Linked DNA regions of Mus musculus: region 1 is linked to region 2. Evidence: chromatin contacts called from public Micro-C data. All regions are on one chromosome and are shown on one strand. Each heading gives the region's core, a stretch centred on a gene start, on an enhancer-like site or on the middle of the called end of the contact. The rest is flanking DNA. Distances are from core to core; before and after follow the strand shown. Region 1 holds the start of Col23a1 (collagen, type XXIII, alpha 1). Region 2 holds the start of Adamts2 (a disintegrin-like and metallopeptidase (reprolysin type) with thrombospondin type 1 motif, 2).

Region 1 (3,875 bases), core at 318-2,817, 690 kb before region 2:
AGGTGAACCATTCCTATAAGGGAGGCAGAGCTGAGAGAAACTGTAGTGTGCGGGTGTATGCCACAGTTCTACAGGCAAGAGGCTTGCTGTACCGAGGGTAGAGGTTCTGGCCAGGTATTGTCAGATGGAGTATCAGTAGACAGAAGATCAGAAGTCCAGGCATACAATGGCCATCTTCTTTTGTTTTTGTTGTTTGTTTTGATTTCTTGAGACAGGGTCTTCCTCTGGCTGTCCTGGACAGGATGACCTCAAACTCAGAGATCCTCATGCCTCTGCCTCCAAAGTGCTGGGATTAAAGGCGCTCATCAATATGCCCAATGGTTGGCATTTATTTATTTATTTATTTATTTATTTATTTATTTATTTATTTTCGTTCTGAAGCCCAGGCTGGACCTGCATCTCAACTATATAGTTTAAGCCAGCCCCCAACTTGTAGAGAGATTCACACAATTCAGCCTCCTAAATTCTGGAATTACAGATGCCACCAGGGCAGGCTCAAAACAGGAGTCTTAACCCTCGGAAAACAAACCTAAGACGCTTTGGGGGTGGCCTGTAGAGATCACCACCCAGCCAAACGCGCACAGAGGCAGCTAGCTCAGCTGTGTCCTAGTCTTCGATGCACAGTTTTAGTGGGCCAGCTAAGGAACACAGCACATCTAGGCCAGAGCCGCTCCCAACCTAACCTTCCCGGACACAGAGGAAGGGCTGGCCTGAGCCTTGAGGTGGTCCGGACTGTTTCAGGCAGACTAGCCGTGGGAACGCAAGAGCCTCATTAGTATCTCCAGCGCTGGAGAGCAGGCAGAGGCTGTGGGTCTGAGCACACACTTCAGTAGAGACTCCGCACTCAGGACTGTTGTTACCCCAAGGTCTTTCTTTACCATAGCCCCTTAGTGTTACCTAAACAGCCCTTTAAGTTGTTTTTCCTGCAGAAGCAAGTCCCGGCACAGAAGCTGGACAGCAGGACCCTTCCCCACCAGCGACCCCAGTGCAATCCACTAGGTGAGTCCTGCTCCTGAAGGTGACGATCAACGCCGCCCCCGCAGCCCTACACCCCCTCGTGAAGCGGGACATCCCCCGGCCGGCGATCGCGCGCCCTCACCTCCCGTAACAGGCGCTCCAGGTGCGTTTCGGCCCAGGCGGCCAGGGCTCCGGACGGCCCCGCATGCCGCAACAGCTCGCGCTCCTGCTCCAGCGCCGCCACTCGGCCATGCAGGGCGGCCGCCTGGGCTCCCAACAGGAGACAGGCGGCCGCAGAGCCCACCGACAGCAGCAGGCACAGCGCGCTCAGCGCCCGCGACCCGCAGCCCGCTCCGGGGTCCTGCGCGCCTCCTCCGCCCGCCGCGCGCTCGCCCGCGCCCATGGCGACCCGCCGGCTCTGCGTCGGCGCTGCGGCCCGGGGCGGCTCCAGGTCGGCGGCTGCGGGGCTCCGCGTCCGGGTGGCCGCGGATCGCGCACGCCCCCCTAGCCGCCCGCTCAGACTCAGCGGCCACTGCGGGCAGTTCCTTCTATGCAAATAGACCCCGCCAGAAAAGGCGCGGGGACCCACCCAGGGGAGGAGCGGCCGGACGGGGAGGGCGGGGGTGGTGGTGGGGGCCTGGCGCTCATCAGCTCCTCGCAGTCCGGGCCCTCGCCTAGCGGGTCCCGGAGCGCGAGCCTCTGTACCCCGCCGGTGCCACCCGAGGCACCCTATGCGGCCGGGCTCGGCTCTGTCGCAGGCCGCCTGAGGTTGAGGCACTCACTGTTCGAGCCTTGGGAGTGTTCCCCAAGCTTGTAGATTGACCTTTCTGACACTTGCAAAGCAAAACTTGGAACTCTGTGGGAAAGTTAGAGGTTCTTTCTAGACGGTAGCTGAGCGCCGCTTGGTGGCCAAAAGCGACCCCTGCGGGTGTGCGCAGGAAGACTTGGTAACCGAGAATCAAAGAGAAAGAGAAACAAAGGAAGGAAAGAGGAAAACTAGTGAGAGGAATGTGGAAGGAAAGAGAGAAATAAGGAGAATAAGAGACAAGGAAGGAGGCAAACTAGGCACCTCTTATAGTCAATGTTCACCATAGCAACTCAGGCATGGACACTAGACAAAAAAGCTCATACTTCTTTCCTGAACCAGAGGGAGCAGTTAGTTCAGGAAGCAGACAAAAAACAAATGGGAAAAGTGTCTAAAACTTGGTATACCTTGAATTCTGCAGGGACAGACTTAGCCCAAACCCAAATCTGGAATGCATCATACTGACTTGTCTTAACCACAGTTACATTAGGACACCAATCGGGCCCAAAGAGAAAGCCATCCACTTACAGGGATGGCCAGAGAGGCTGAAGTTGGAATCCAGGTTTTAGCTGCCAGGGCCCCCACAAGGCATATTTATACCTCAAAACTGGTCTCAAGTAACTGTCACATTAACTCCTGGGACACCCTTTCGAGAAGAGTCAGTCCTGAGTTTGGAGCCTGGTAAGGGGCACACGTGATGGAGTGGGTTTTAGATAATTTTCCACCTTCCCTTCTGACTCTCCTGTGGCTGTCTTCTTAATTTCTGTGGCTGCATTATCCATTCTGTATTCTTAAAGCCTGTTGAGACCCAGCAACACTCCTACTCCCCTAATTAAAAGGGAAATCACCCAGCTGGCAAGACCCTCTGAACTAAAACTTCCTGGGGTTGGAGGCTGTGGCCTCAGGTAAAGTGGAGTTTCTGGTAGTGGTTATAAAGTCTTGGCCCTGTGTGAAAACTGTGCCTGTGCCCAACAAATATTCTGAAAACCTCTTGCCAAGCAAACCTGACAGTCTACTGAAGTCTCTGAAAAGACGCCAACACCGTATTACAAGTTAGCACCCATTCTCACTACCCATTACCTACCAGTGTTAGTGTTAATGGGTACTGTTTCATTCTAGAAGCGTCTGTGTATTGAACAGGGCGATTGCTCCCTGGGTCTTTATTCTTGTCAGATACCTATGTGGATTAGCCTTCCTCCCAGACTGTGAAGAGCAAGCGCCTAATCCTGAAGTCAAGGTTTCCAGAGCCTGTCCCAGACTGCCCAATCTGAGGTGGCCTCGTTCTCAGTCCCCTTCATGATTAATCAGGAGATGGGGACATCTGTCCTAGTTACCTTTTAACTGTATCCTCTTGTTTCAGGCACCGCTGTCTTCTTACAGAACACTATCTGGCCTATAGCCGACGTTCAATAAACACTGGGTAAGTGAATCGAGATGAGAAATATGTTTACCATCTGCAGTTCTCAGTTGGAAAGGCAGGAAAGAAAACACTCAGTTACTTGTCAATTGGGGTCCTAGAAGGAAAGGCGGCATCCTCAGAACAGGTGATTGAAGCCAGCTTGATGGTAGACAGACTTCATGGTGGCAAGGAGGGAAACCAGCAGGAGGTAGGGGGTTGGGGGTGGCGAGCACCCTCTGGCTCACAGTAGTAGGAAGCCCTTATCCCTAGCTGAACTAGTGAGAGAAGCCTGCTGGGCAGCCTGTGGAAAGTCAGGTACTATAAGAAGTCTGCTCACCAGGAGCTGTGACCTTTGGTTGCTGAGATCCAGCCTCAGCAAACCACGGCTTGGTGGGGGAAGGGGTTGGGAGAAGAAATTCTCTCTCTTGCTGATGACCTCCACTGGCTGAACCTACAGGTCAGGAGCTCAGGAATCAAACTGTAGAAGGCAGCCCCACAAAAAGCAGACAGAGGGCAGATATGCACCCCACCTACCATGCATTCAGCTGAGCACCAACCTATCAGATATATATTCTTACCCCTCTATGCACTCCTCAGAGAACCAACAGGCCATCAGGATGACTTTGCACTCTCTCAGTACAGGAAAAGCCAGAGGTCTGTCCCTCACAGCAAAACTATTCCGGGTATGAGCTGTTTTTCCTATTTACAGGGCCT
Region 2 (3,624 bases), core at 410-2,909:
ATGGTCCTCAGCGCGCGGGCTATGTCGCCCTCCCAGGGGACTACCTAGTAATGGGTTTCCAAAGCCCAGGCAAGAGCCAGAACAGAAGGGAGCCCTAGAAGAGAGTACTCACCAGCCCATCACAGTTACTGAGCGCCACCGAGGAGGCTTTAGGTAAGTCTGCCACGTCTCCAACGTAGAGACAGCTCCCAAGCAGGGGCTCCACTCGGGTGTCACCCGTCTCACCCTGCCACTCCACGGTGGCCCCCGGAGCCACGAGCCGGGCGTTGGGCCGCAGCCGCAGGTGCAGGTCTCGGCCGAATACTGTGAGGTTGTAGAAAAGGCGTCCTCCAGGGTCCTGAGCAGCGCCTCCGGGCAAGCCCGAGGTCTGGTCCAGGGCAGCTCTGCGGGCTCGTACCCCCGCCCCGGCCGTCTCCAAAGACACCACGTGGGACACCAAGCGGCCCTGGGCGTCAGTGCGCACCGGCACCGCCAGGATGCGCTCGGCTCCTTGCCCCGGGGGCCCGCCTGCAAAAGAAAGGGGCGTTAGACTTAGCGGAGACCTCGGAGACTCTGAGCCTGTCGGCGGAGCCCGGCGCCCCCAGCCCTTGCCTCAGTTGAAGAAAAGGGACATTCCACCACGAAGCCTCCAGGAAGGGGCGTTGACAGGACCACCAGTCCGGAACCACGTCGCCTGCGGGCCGTCCCCTCTAGAGGACCAAGCCAGCAAAAGAGCTGCCCCAGTGGATTCCCAATTGAGGTTCCTCGGACACCTCGCAGTTACCCTAAAGAGCGACCCCATCAAAGTGCCCTCGCTCCTTAATTATACCGTCCTTGGTAGGACACGGGGCTCCTCGGAAATTATTCCACCTTGGTCCCCTGCTCATGCACCCTGACCCTTCAGCGGTCCCTGCTGCCCAAATGTCCTCACCATTGGCCTCCGGAGCAACCAGGTTCATAGGCGGCCTGTCCTCAGTCCAGCATCGGGCAGCCCACTGTCAGCCCCCCTCGCCCCGTACACTTAAGCCCGGGAGAGGTGGAGCAGGGTCCCACTAATCTCCGGGGAACCTCTCCGGGACAACCCATCCAATGCTCAGGGCCCGCAGGCGGCGCGCTCCGCACCGGCTCCTCCCGAGCGTCCCCGGGCGCCGCCTTGCCCTGGCTCCCCCGGACCCGCTGGTGCTGGTTCTGCGCGCTCCGCCGCTGGGTTTTCCCGGCCCTCCAGCGCCACACTCTGCATCTCGAGAGAGGCAAGTGCTCCGAGGCTCCTTGCGTTCCAAGGCATCGGGGTGCGCCCCCTGCGCGACCGCCCCGGCCCCGAAGTTGGCCAACTTGGCCCCGGGCGCGGCGCACAGAGTTTGCCCAAGTCGCCTCGGACGATGCTTGAGGAAGGGTCGGCGGGACGCACCGGGCAGGTTAGTGTGGCCGGAGGGTCGCGGGAAGTGGGGACCAGGCTGGCACCTACCTGGGGGCTCGGTGGCGGCGACGAGCCGGACGCTCGCGGGCGGCGGCGGCAGCAGCAGGAGAGGCGGCGGCGGCAGCAGCAGCAGCAGTAGAGCGGGGCAGAGCAGGCGGCGAGCGGCTCCCGCCGGCGGATCCATGGCAGCCCGACCGCAGCCGGGGCCCCGCACTCGCAGCCGGCGCGAAAGTTCCCCGCGCGCTGCCCAGCCCACATCTGGGGGCAGCTGGAGCCGCCCGCAGCTGCAGCACCGCAGGGCGCGGGGCGGAGGAGGCGAGGCGCGCAGGAGAGGGCGGGGAGCGCGGAGGGAAGGCGGGGAGAGCGAAGGAGCGAGCTAGCTAGCGGGCGAGGGAGGCGGGAGGAGGAGGCGAAGGCAAGCGAGGGGGAGGGCGGGGACGGCGGGCGCCTCAGCCTGCGGTGACCCGGCGCTTCTTGGCGCGGCCGCCGCCCGCTCCCCTCCTCGCTTCCCGACTCGCAGCTAGGCAGAGACACCCCGAGGCGGCGGCAGAGAAGCGCTGGAAGCCGGCCAGGGGTAGCCCACCGCGGGTCCCAAGTCACCTCGAAGGAGTGGCACCCCACCCGGAGAGCCCTATGTAGTGCGAGTCGCACTCTGCTGCCTTGGGACTCCAGGGGCCGTCTCACCCTCATTCTGTGCCTTGTAGCTGGATGAGACACGGGAAGGAAAAGAGGGTCTGGGAGGACATTGAGCCTGTTTCTATGTCCAGATGGAGGCTCCAGAGGTGGGTCGATACTTCCCCTCACGGAGCACTCCCCCAGGCTATCTCAAAGATCAACTTTTGCCCTCACTAAAAAAAAAAAAAAAAAAAAACCGAGGTTCCCTCAGCCCCCAACCCCTCTCTTTCCCTCTTCCAGTTCATCAGCCCCTGGGTCCCTCCACGCCCTCCATTGCAACCTCTGGTGGAGACTCTCCCTTCCCTCTCTTAACTTCGAGCACAGCTTAGTTGCTGACCTCAGCTGCCTCAGTGGGTCTCCTGCCACAGTCTGCCCTTGGGTCCACCAGAAACAGTCCTGAACACTCTTCCCCGTTTCCAGGTGAACATGCAAGGGCAGAGGCAAACGTCCCTGCCAGTTTGCTGTGAGTTCCAGTTTCTAACAGGATCCATCTTCTCCAGCAGGGTCCTGGTTCTCCCATTTCCTGGAGTCACTGTCCTGCCAAGGCTGTTGTCCTTGGGCACAGTGACTCCCCCAGCTCTTGTTTTCCTGGGTATCTCTTTCAGGCCCCCATGTATTGGAACACTTTTGCAATGTTATGTCCAGTTTTTGTTTTGCTCTTCCAGATAAAGACACCTGTCTCTTTGCTCTTCCACTCGCCCTTCCCCAAGCCAGTGTGGCAAGCCTAAAGCAGAAGGTACAGAGATGACTCCCTATGAACAAGAGGGCCCAGTCTTATGAGGGAAACTACATGATTTGTACAACTGGTGGCTTTCATGGTGACTTCAGATCCTTGGTTCTGTCCTTCCTGGGGCATGGTGTGCGGGCGTGGACCGCTGTAGTCTGACAACCACCCAGTGGCTTCCTTGCCTCCTGGGGACACCTGGAGTTGGATCTACTCTTCAGAAACAGTGATTTCTTGCTGTCAACATTGAAAGATGATGAGATTATTGGACGCAGCAGCTTATGTGTGTGCTTCCAGCACTAGGAAGTCTGAGACAGGAGGATAGCCATGACTTTGAGGTTAGCCTGGTCGACAGAGTGAAATCCTCTCTTAAAACCAACAACCCTCAAAAGAAGGGGGGATGGAAAGAAAGGTAAAACTGTGACATTTTAGTTTTTAAAAATATATTTCTAAAATTTCTGGAGGAATTGGGAAGGGTGGCCAAAATGAGCCCACATTCCTGTTTAGCCACAATTATTAAATGAGATATTTATCTGTCAGTTTGCTGAAGGTCCACTCCCCACACATGTACCGTGAAGACACGATCATTCTGAACTCTGATGATCCATTTTGTCCCAAAGTTGGAGCTGGAATCCCAGTGTGGCAGAAAGAAGCAGGTGCTGGAGCAAGGTATCCTCAAACACACGAGTGTGGACTGAGCCGGAAGATGACAGGAACAGGCAGGTCGGGGCTGGGCTAGGCGAGCTGGAGACAGCATTCGCCTGTGATTCTCCAAGCCAGATGAAGGAAGCAAACCCAGTAGCTTCACCTACTTCAGGGCCTCTCCCCT

Evidence for each region. A called contact is a pair of places that touch in the nucleus more often than the background predicts.
Region 1: a Micro-C map of embryonic stem cells shows a contact between it and region 2, with 2.6 times the contacts expected there. The contact joins the promoter of Col23a1 here to the promoter of Adamts2 in region 2. A contact is called at or near these places in 1 of 39 promoter capture datasets (hippocampal neurons) and 2 of 484 Hi-C or Micro-C datasets (both in embryonic stem cells).

What each region holds. Positions count from the first base shown.
Region 1 is chr11:51,287,612-51,291,486 of GRCm38.p6, reverse strand. Col23a1 (collagen, type XXIII, alpha 1) reads right to left here and starts at 1,567. Exons shown (of 29, transcript NM_153393.2): 1 at 1,100-1,567. The coding sequence starts at 1,360.
Region 2 is chr11:50,600,120-50,603,743 of GRCm38.p6, reverse strand. Adamts2 (a disintegrin-like and metallopeptidase (reprolysin type) with thrombospondin type 1 motif, 2) reads right to left here and starts at 1,659. Exons shown (of 22, transcript NM_175643.3): 1 at 1,445-1,659; 2 at 113-507. The coding sequence starts at 1,580.